Regions from separate parts of the Canis lupus genome. Here region 1 is linked to region 2. A link is a contact called in public Hi-C data. All regions are on one chromosome and are shown on one strand. Each heading gives the region's core, a stretch centred on a gene start, on an enhancer-like site or on the middle of the called end of the contact. The rest is flanking DNA. Distances are from core to core; before and after follow the strand shown.

What was found. A called contact is a pair of places that touch in the nucleus more often than the background predicts.
Region 1: a Hi-C map of skin fibroblasts shows a contact between it and region 2, with 2.2 times the contacts expected there. The contact joins two enhancer-like sites. A contact is called at or near these places in 2 of 9 Hi-C or Micro-C datasets (blood and skin fibroblasts).

Annotation. Positions count from the first base shown.
Region 1 is chr7:10,424,650-10,428,457 of UU_Cfam_GSD_1.0, forward strand. It overlaps PACC1 (proton-activated chloride channel), which reads right to left. Exons shown (of 8, transcript XM_038542079.1): 5 at 3,071-3,213; 6 at 1,726-1,870. Among named protein-coding and RNA genes, the nearest start is that of PACC1, 34 kb to the right of the region's middle. Within about 2 kb of position 2,347, at least 2 of the 20 cell types and tissues checked have an H3K27ac peak or open chromatin away from gene starts, as enhancers often do.
Region 2 is chr7:10,200,130-10,204,325 of UU_Cfam_GSD_1.0, forward strand. DTL (denticleless protein homolog) reads left to right here. Exons shown (of 17, transcript XR_005361915.1): 11 at 1-16. Among named protein-coding and RNA genes, the nearest start is that of DTL, 22 kb to the left of the region's middle. Within about 2 kb of position 2,007, at least 2 of the 20 cell types and tissues checked have an H3K27ac peak or open chromatin away from gene starts, as enhancers often do.

The DNA.
Region 1 (3,808 bases), core at 1,097-3,596, 220 kb after region 2:
AGAGGCCGAAGCCCAGCTCCAGCCGGAGGGCTGGGGCCCCCGCCCCGTCTGAGCCCCACTCTGCCGCTCGCAGATGAAGTGTGAAGTGCCTACACCACCGAGGCATGGTCGGCATCAATGAAGACAGTACGTACAGAAGGACCTTAAACTTTAGAACATGATATAAAAAACCTTGTAAACTTCATTCAGAAGAGTTCACGCCACCCACCAAAAGACTTCTAATTTAGGCCCTAACGAACAGCACAAACGTTCTAAAATCTATATACGGGTTGGGTTCGCCGGGATTTGGGCCCCCCTGGGTTCCAGTCACGGGGGAGCTGCGGGGAGACCGGGCAGCGCAGGGGGAGCGCGAGTCTCCTCTCCGCCGCTGACGGGCCAGGGCCAGATGGGAAAGTCCTGGGAGTTCCCAGAGGAAAGTGTGGAGCAAAAGTCCGGGACGTGACAGTTCTCCGACAAACTAGGAATACTTTAAGGACCCACTGCCACGGGGGTCACCACATCTTAGGGGATGAGAAAAGGCCTGTCCTCTTGAAGAAAACTGGCTTTAAGCCCTTCCCAAAGGCATCAGATCTGCAGTGGTCCGAGGCCCGGGGACGGGACGGACCCGGACAAGGACGTGGCTTCTGGCCAATGAGACTCTTCGGTGGGAGTCAGTCCTAATCTAACCGCCTTTCCCGATGCTGCCCCTCAGAGTCCAGCCCAATGGAACAACTCCAAGGAAGAGCAGAATTTTCTAGAACAGACTGTCTCCTCACTGCCTCAGCAGGCACCCAGCCACCAATACGTGGGATGGCTGGCTCTGGGCGTGGATGGGGGCAGGGGGCAGCCACGCCAGGGTGGAAGTTCCAAAGGTGGGGGTGCGGCCTTGCTTTCGGGGGTGACTGACAAACAGCCCTCTCCCTCCATCCCCACCACCAGGCCTCTGCCCAGGTCCCCTCCCATCTCCGGCTGGTACCGTGGCTAGAAACCCCTCACACATCTTGGGGCTCCAGGCCGGTGGGCTGAAAGCCCTCACATTTCCCACTGGTAACACACTTTGGGCACATACCCAACATATCGTGACTTTCTTAGAAGTGATGTAACGTCACTCTTACTGTTCTGTTACACACTTTTCAAAGTATTCAGAAATAGGAAAAGGAGGAGATAAAGAAATTAACACAAAAAGAAAGCTAGTGGGCAGCCTGGGTGGCTCAGCGGTTAGCACCGCCTTCAGTCCGGGGTGTGATCCTGGAGACCCGGGATCGAGTCCCACATCGGGCTCCCTGCATGGAGCCTGCTTCTCCCTCTGCCTGTGTCTCTGCCTCCCTCTCTCTCTGTCTCTCAAAAATAAATAAAATCTTTAAAAAAAAAAGGAAGCAAGCTAGTTATTTGCCCCAAGCATCTCAGTGGATCCTCCTGTGCACAGCACTCCAGAGGCCCCGTACCTGGTCTCTCTTCCCTGCAAATCACCGATCTTCCATGCGGCCTCTGAAGGCCAAGGTCATGGGCTGTGGGGGGCAAGTCACCTGCTCCTTGAAGTGGGGCGTCTCTGTTTGGCCCACATGTTTGCTGAGGACCGACGGTGGCCCAGGGAAGGGGCTGCAGAACACGTCTCCCCCCAGGCACGGGGCCCCTGCTCACTGTGAAGACTGCCCAACGCTCATCTCTTCTGCACAGCTTCTCTCCCTGCCCCCGGGGCCAAGGGTGCAAGGGGCCGGCCGGGAGCGCAAACCCAGCGCCACCTACCTCCTGCCGGAACTCCACCGCTTCCCGCCCGTCCTCCTCCTTGGTCTTCACCAGGGACATCTTGACCCAGGTGCGGAAGCCCCCGGAGAACTTCCAGCTGGAGTAGGCGCTCTCACAGGCCTGCATGAAGCCCACCCTGTCTGGGCTTGGAACACAAAGAAAGGGCCACGTGAGGCCTGACGGCAGGATTCAAACTCCAGCCCCTGCTTGCAGCTGGTTGCTTGGCTGGCACCGCCAGGGTGCTGCCCACTTCCTGCTTCCTTTCCAGGCTCTGCTTCTTGGTTTTCATACGGAGGGAGAGTTGTCACCCACCTGGAGGGTGGGGGAGTCCCTCCTCCCAGAGCGCTGGCCCCGTGCCTGCGGGTGCATCGGCCAGCCTCACGACTCTGACCTCAGGGGCCCCGAGGAGCCTCGCCGGCCTGCCAGCCTCCTCTGGGAGGCCCAGTAGGGGACCACACGGACACCCGTGGCATCGGCCCAGCCAGCACCTCCCCCAGGGGGATCTGGGCGTCACACAGAGCAGAAGAGACCACAGCAGAGGCTGCAAGCTCTGAAACGGAAGGATGGAGCAGTGGGATGTGAGCCAAGGGGAGGTGGTCCTTGGCCACAGCCAGGGAAACGGCCCCTCCGCCGTGGTGACGGCCACCCGCCTTCCCTTAAATGGAGCCCTGGGCTCTGAGGGACCTGAGGCAGGCGGGCTCGGGGAACATGCAGAGAACGCTCCCAGTCCCAACGAGCACTTGGCCCCAGAGAGGGCACCAGAGTGTCCCCCAGGCAGACAGGCACTTTTATCCCCATATTAAACACACTCGACAGGGATCCCTGGGTGGCTCAGCAGTTTAGCACCGCCTTCGGCCCACGGCGTAATCCTGGAGACCCGGGATCGAGTCCCACGTCGGGCTCCCTGCATGGAGCCTGCTTCTCCCTCTGCCTGTGTCTCTGCCTCTCTCTCTGTCCCTCTCTCTCTGTGTCTCTCAGGAATAAATGGGTAAAAATCTTTTTTAAAAAATAAATAAAATTTTTTTAAAAGATAAATGAATAAAAACATGCAACAAACCCACACTGAGCCCACACTGCCCCTGACACTGCAGGGAAGACCTGGCCGGAACTCAGGGGGCTCACAAGGTCCCAGCAGCAACAGGACCAAGCCTCTCTGCCTGTGGGTCCCAACACTCGCCACCCAGATCTGCTTCGCTTTGTGAAGCCAGGTTTCCCGGGGCAGCTGAGCTCCGGGTCAGTCCCCGGGCTCGGGGGTCACCGCCGCCCCAGGCCCTGCCCCGCCCCAGGATGCACGAGCTGGGACGGGACTGCGCACGGCAGGCCCGCTGCGGACTTGAAAGGCCACCTGTGCAGGAACTCCTGGAAAGACGAGAAGAGGAGGTAATCGATGGCACTGAAGTCCTCGCTACTCTCATTCAGGCGGAACTGGAGGAAGACCAGCTCCCGCTTCTTCACTTCCCGGGGCCCCTGCACAATCAGGGCGGATTTCTGCAGAGACAAAGGCCAGAATTAGCCCTGGGGGAGCCCAGGGTGCTGTGCTCCTGCCCCCCCACCCCTCCACCCCAACCTTTGTGAGACTCCCTCCCACCTCAGACACGGAGTATGAGTGGAAAGCTGCTCGCCCCGCAGACCCCAGATGAGCACAGGCCACCCCCACCACCCCCTGCTCTCTTCTGCTCACCTCTCCAGCTCACCAGAGCTGAGAGCCACTGGCCTCCGTCCACTTTTCTCAGTGGCTCCCTGCACTAGGGGGCCCTTTACTTAGGATGCTGCTGGCTCAGTCGGTTGAGCATCTGAATCTTGAGCTCAGGGTTGTGAGATCGAGCCCCAAAATCAGGCTCCCTTTCTGCTTGACTTACTTTCTTTCTTTCTTTCCTTTCTTTCTTTCTTTCGTAAATAAATAAATAAATAAATAAATAAATACAAACAAAGGATGTCAGCTTACATCCATTGCACATACAAATGTTCTCTTCCAGTCTGTCGCTTTTCCATTAACTTTGCTTCTAATGCCAGTTGTTACATGAAGCTTTAAATTTGATATAGTAGTATCTGTAGATCTTTTTCTGTGTAGCTTCTGGGTTTT
Region 2 (4,196 bases), core at 757-3,256:
TGCCTACATCTGGAAGGTAAGTTGCCAGACTTCCTTCACAAATAGGAGGCTAAAGTATTCTTACAAATATTTCTTCTTAGATGAGTAAGTTTAATGTAAACTACTATTAACTTTTCCTGCAGTAGATGTTCAGTAAAAGTTAATTCTTGCTTCTTAACATAGCCAGATCTCACTCTGATTGTCAGAATATATCACACTTTTCACGGCCAGAGCTTTTCAGAAATTGATAATCCATGTACTCCCGCAGTTTCACAGATTACCAGGAAATTGAGAATTCAGAATACTGGAGATAACCTTAACTACTTTATTCTGCTTTCTGGAAAAACATGTTGGATTGCCTTTCTGTTCTGTGTTTTCAAACTCTTCTTTCAAAATACAGTATTTTAATTCCCAGGATCCTATGCCCAAATCAACCACAGAGCCTTGCACAAAACACTAAAAAATATTTGTATGGTAATTATATTCTTTATTTTCTTACAAGTGGCCAATCTTAAGGTGATTAGGATAGATGTAGCCACTTGATCAGTTTTATATATACTTAATAGCATTATTTAAATTTTTTTATTTTGCAAGTTCCCATTCCTGTTCACAAGTCTATCTTCTTTCTTTTTAAATATACGTGATTCCTAAAGTGACTACTATAAGCTAAGAAGCTTAAATTTGTCTATTTGAGGTTCAGTAGAGAAAACTGAAATATTACACAACAAGCAGCACTTGCTGACCACTGAAAAATAGCTCTTTCTATGATTAATTATAGAAATATCTGGGAGTTCAGAGACAGAAGAACATTATAGCATCATTTTCCAGGGCTAAAAATTAATTATCTTCTAGATTGCCGTGTAATATCATAAATGTCCTTGATTTTGGTGAATTGAATGATCAGAGTTCACACATTTTGGATTTTTTTTTTAATTAATTTATTTTAGAGAGAGTGAGCAGTGGGGAGGAACAGAGGGAGAGGGGCAAGCAGACCATGCTGATCTCAGAGCCCAATGCAGGGTCCAATCCCATGACCCTGAGATCATGACTTGAACCAAAATCAAGAGTTGGACGCCTAACCAAGCCACTGAGGCACCTCACATTTTGGATTTTAGAGTCATGATGTCTAAAACTTGATAGATTCATAGGTTCAATGTTATCATATCCCTTCTCAGGAGGAAATTATATCATTCTTAGTGCTGCCAAGCTCTGAGAAGTCACATCTTTAATACTGGCTTAGGATGGAATAGAACCTGTCAAGTATGAAGCATAGTTCTTCAGCTTAATTTCATCTGGTCCAATGGACATACTAAAAATGATTTTTCTGTATACCTAGAAGTGCAAAAATGCAACTCTGCTTTAAGAGTTTTTAGTGATTTATATCCTAGGTGGTCACATGGTGGAGATGTTGTTTTATCCAAGATTCATTTGTTTTAACTGAAAATTTGCTTATAAAATATATACCTGAGACTCCCATCCAAAAGAGTTTGTACCTAGTTTCTTGTCTATGAAATTTTATGAGTTGAGTTTTAAACTTTAACAATATGTGTTACTAACACTAATGCTTTCTTCTTATATTTTAAATTTTGAGTTTCAAGTTTGGTCTTAATACTTCTTATTTTACTTGTTGTTTTCCTTTTCTCCTTCTCTCACTTTCTTATCTTCATTCCTTTTTTTTACTGCAGCTCCCAACTTAGCAGGAGGATTTTGTTACTACCAAAGTTTGTATCTTTTTAAGTTTTTAAATTCTTTTTTTTAAAAAATTATATACGTTAAAAACATAATAAAAGATTGTGGAAGAAATACTTTTGCACTGATCGTTTTTAAAAATCATTTAAAATCAGTTTTTAAATTATATACACATAATTATGCATATAATTGTATATTATACTTATATGTGTTTGCATGTGTATATAGACAGTTTTATTGTCAGTTCTTAAAATTCCTCTCTTGCTATCTCTAGTACAAAGCCTTTTCTTTTGTTTTGTTTCAGGGAATGAGGGTTGAACATTGGTTTCTCTCTCTAAAGATGTTCAGTAAAGAGACTTGGTGGTTGTTACTAACCCATTTTCAGACATCCAGTCAGTGGCTATCACATACATGAGTGACCCAAATTCCTAGGCTGGGTCACATGTCAGTGCTGAATGATGTGGTTCAGACATGATGTTCTCCTGCCTGTCCACACATAACTCAGTGTGCAGGCTCTGATATTTGAGATCCTGGCAAGCTTACTGCTCCTAAAATTGAATTTGCCTAGTGAGGTGGCTCAATTTCTCTTTTCCATGATTTAAAAAAAGGGGTGGGGGTGTAGTTTAAAAATCATTCCATGCAAGCTGAGTATCACACTGTTAGGTTATCTTGTAGCTCAGCTATGTTTCCAAAAGGTCAGAATTGTCTCAAGTGCCAAGATTTTTCCTATGTTAAAAAGCCCACAGGCCCAAGAAAACAGAGTGAAAGAAAGGAATTTCAGATCTTAAGACCTCAGAGAATGGTCTTTTAATTTTTACCAGTGCTCAGCAAAGGGGAGATGTAATATAGACTGATACTAAGGCCCAACACCTAAAAATACAAACAGTTAATAATAGTTTTTTCTTTCTAATTTCTTACCCTTTGTCCCATCTCACCACCTCCCTCCCTTCCCTTGTTCATTTCTGTTGTAGCCACTGAATAGTATTGAAGTGGTTATAAATAAACTCATTTGGCACAGTCATTCTACCGCTGACTGGCGAAACATTGAGCCTGACACTTTAGGAAGTGTAAATGATCTCACGGCAGAAATAAAGATGAGATTTGGTTTCTGACAGGGCAGAGTAAGGAGATTTTTTGAGGAAAGGTGCTGATCTTTTTTGCATGTTTAAGGATACAAGGTGTTTTATTAGATGCGTAATTTAGAGCCAGTTATTTCTAGCGATAACCTTCATAGTTCTAGGAGTTTTAACTTGGGGATTCTTCATGTCTTGAATTAAACTCTGTATAACGACCAGAATTTATAAGAGGGGACAGTTTTCTGTGTTTTGACCATCTCCAGAATGCATAGGTATAAATGTCTCTTGGACTTAATAATTTTCTCTAACTACTTAAAAGTAGAGGGAGGTTTATAAAAAAATGAAATCCTGCAATTATAGGAATGTTTTATCATAATGAAGTGACAATAAATAAAACCTTACTTGAATAAAAATGAAGGATTTTAAAACACACTGAGTTTCGCTGGAGGAAATTCCTCTTTGAATTAGTCAATAAATACACTATACCATCCTAGGATAGTCCTAAACTGTAAAAGCCCTTGTAACTACTATTCAAACAAACTTGCCAGACAGGAGTTGTCATTTCAGTCCACAATATGCCCATCTCTCCACTTTTTTTATTGAGATAGAATTCACATAGTATAAAATTCATCATTTTAGTCACAGTTCAGTGATTTTGAGTACAATCACAATATTGTGCAACCACCACCACTATCTCTCATTCCTAGACATTTTCATTATTCCAAAAAAGAAACACTGTATCCTTAAAGAGTCATTCTTCATTCTCCCCTGCCCTCAGCCCCTGGCAACCACTAACCTATGTTCTGTCTATAGATTTGCCTATTCTGGACATATCTATAAATGGAATCATACAATATGTGATCTTTTATGTCTGGTTTATTTCACTGAACATAATGTTTTCCAGATTTGTTGTGTCATTGCACGTGTCAGTACTTCATTTTTATGGCTGGATATCCATTGTATGGATAAACCACATTTTATTTATCCATTTATTAGTTGGTGGACTTGTAAATTATTCATTCCACTTTTTGGCTACTATGAACATTCATGTACAAGTTTTTGTTTGAACATATATTTTCAATTCTATTGTATGTATACTTAATAGAATTGCTACATCCTGGGGTGCCTAGGTGGCTCAGTTGATTGAGTGTCCAACCCTTGTTTTTGGTTCAGGTCATAATCTCTAGGTCATGGAATTGAGCCCTACAATGGGCTCCCCATTGGACAGGGAGTCTGCATGAAATTCATTCTGTCTCTGTCTCTGCCCCTTCCCCCACTCACATGCATGTGTGCTGTCTCAATCTCTCTCTGAAATGGATGAACAGATCTTTTAAAAAAAATTTTACCTGAGTCATATAGTAATAAATTCTGTATTTAACTTTTTAAGGAACCCCTCCCCCACTTTAATGCTATGTAAAGTGCCTGGCTTAACAAATACTTTCATTGTCATTA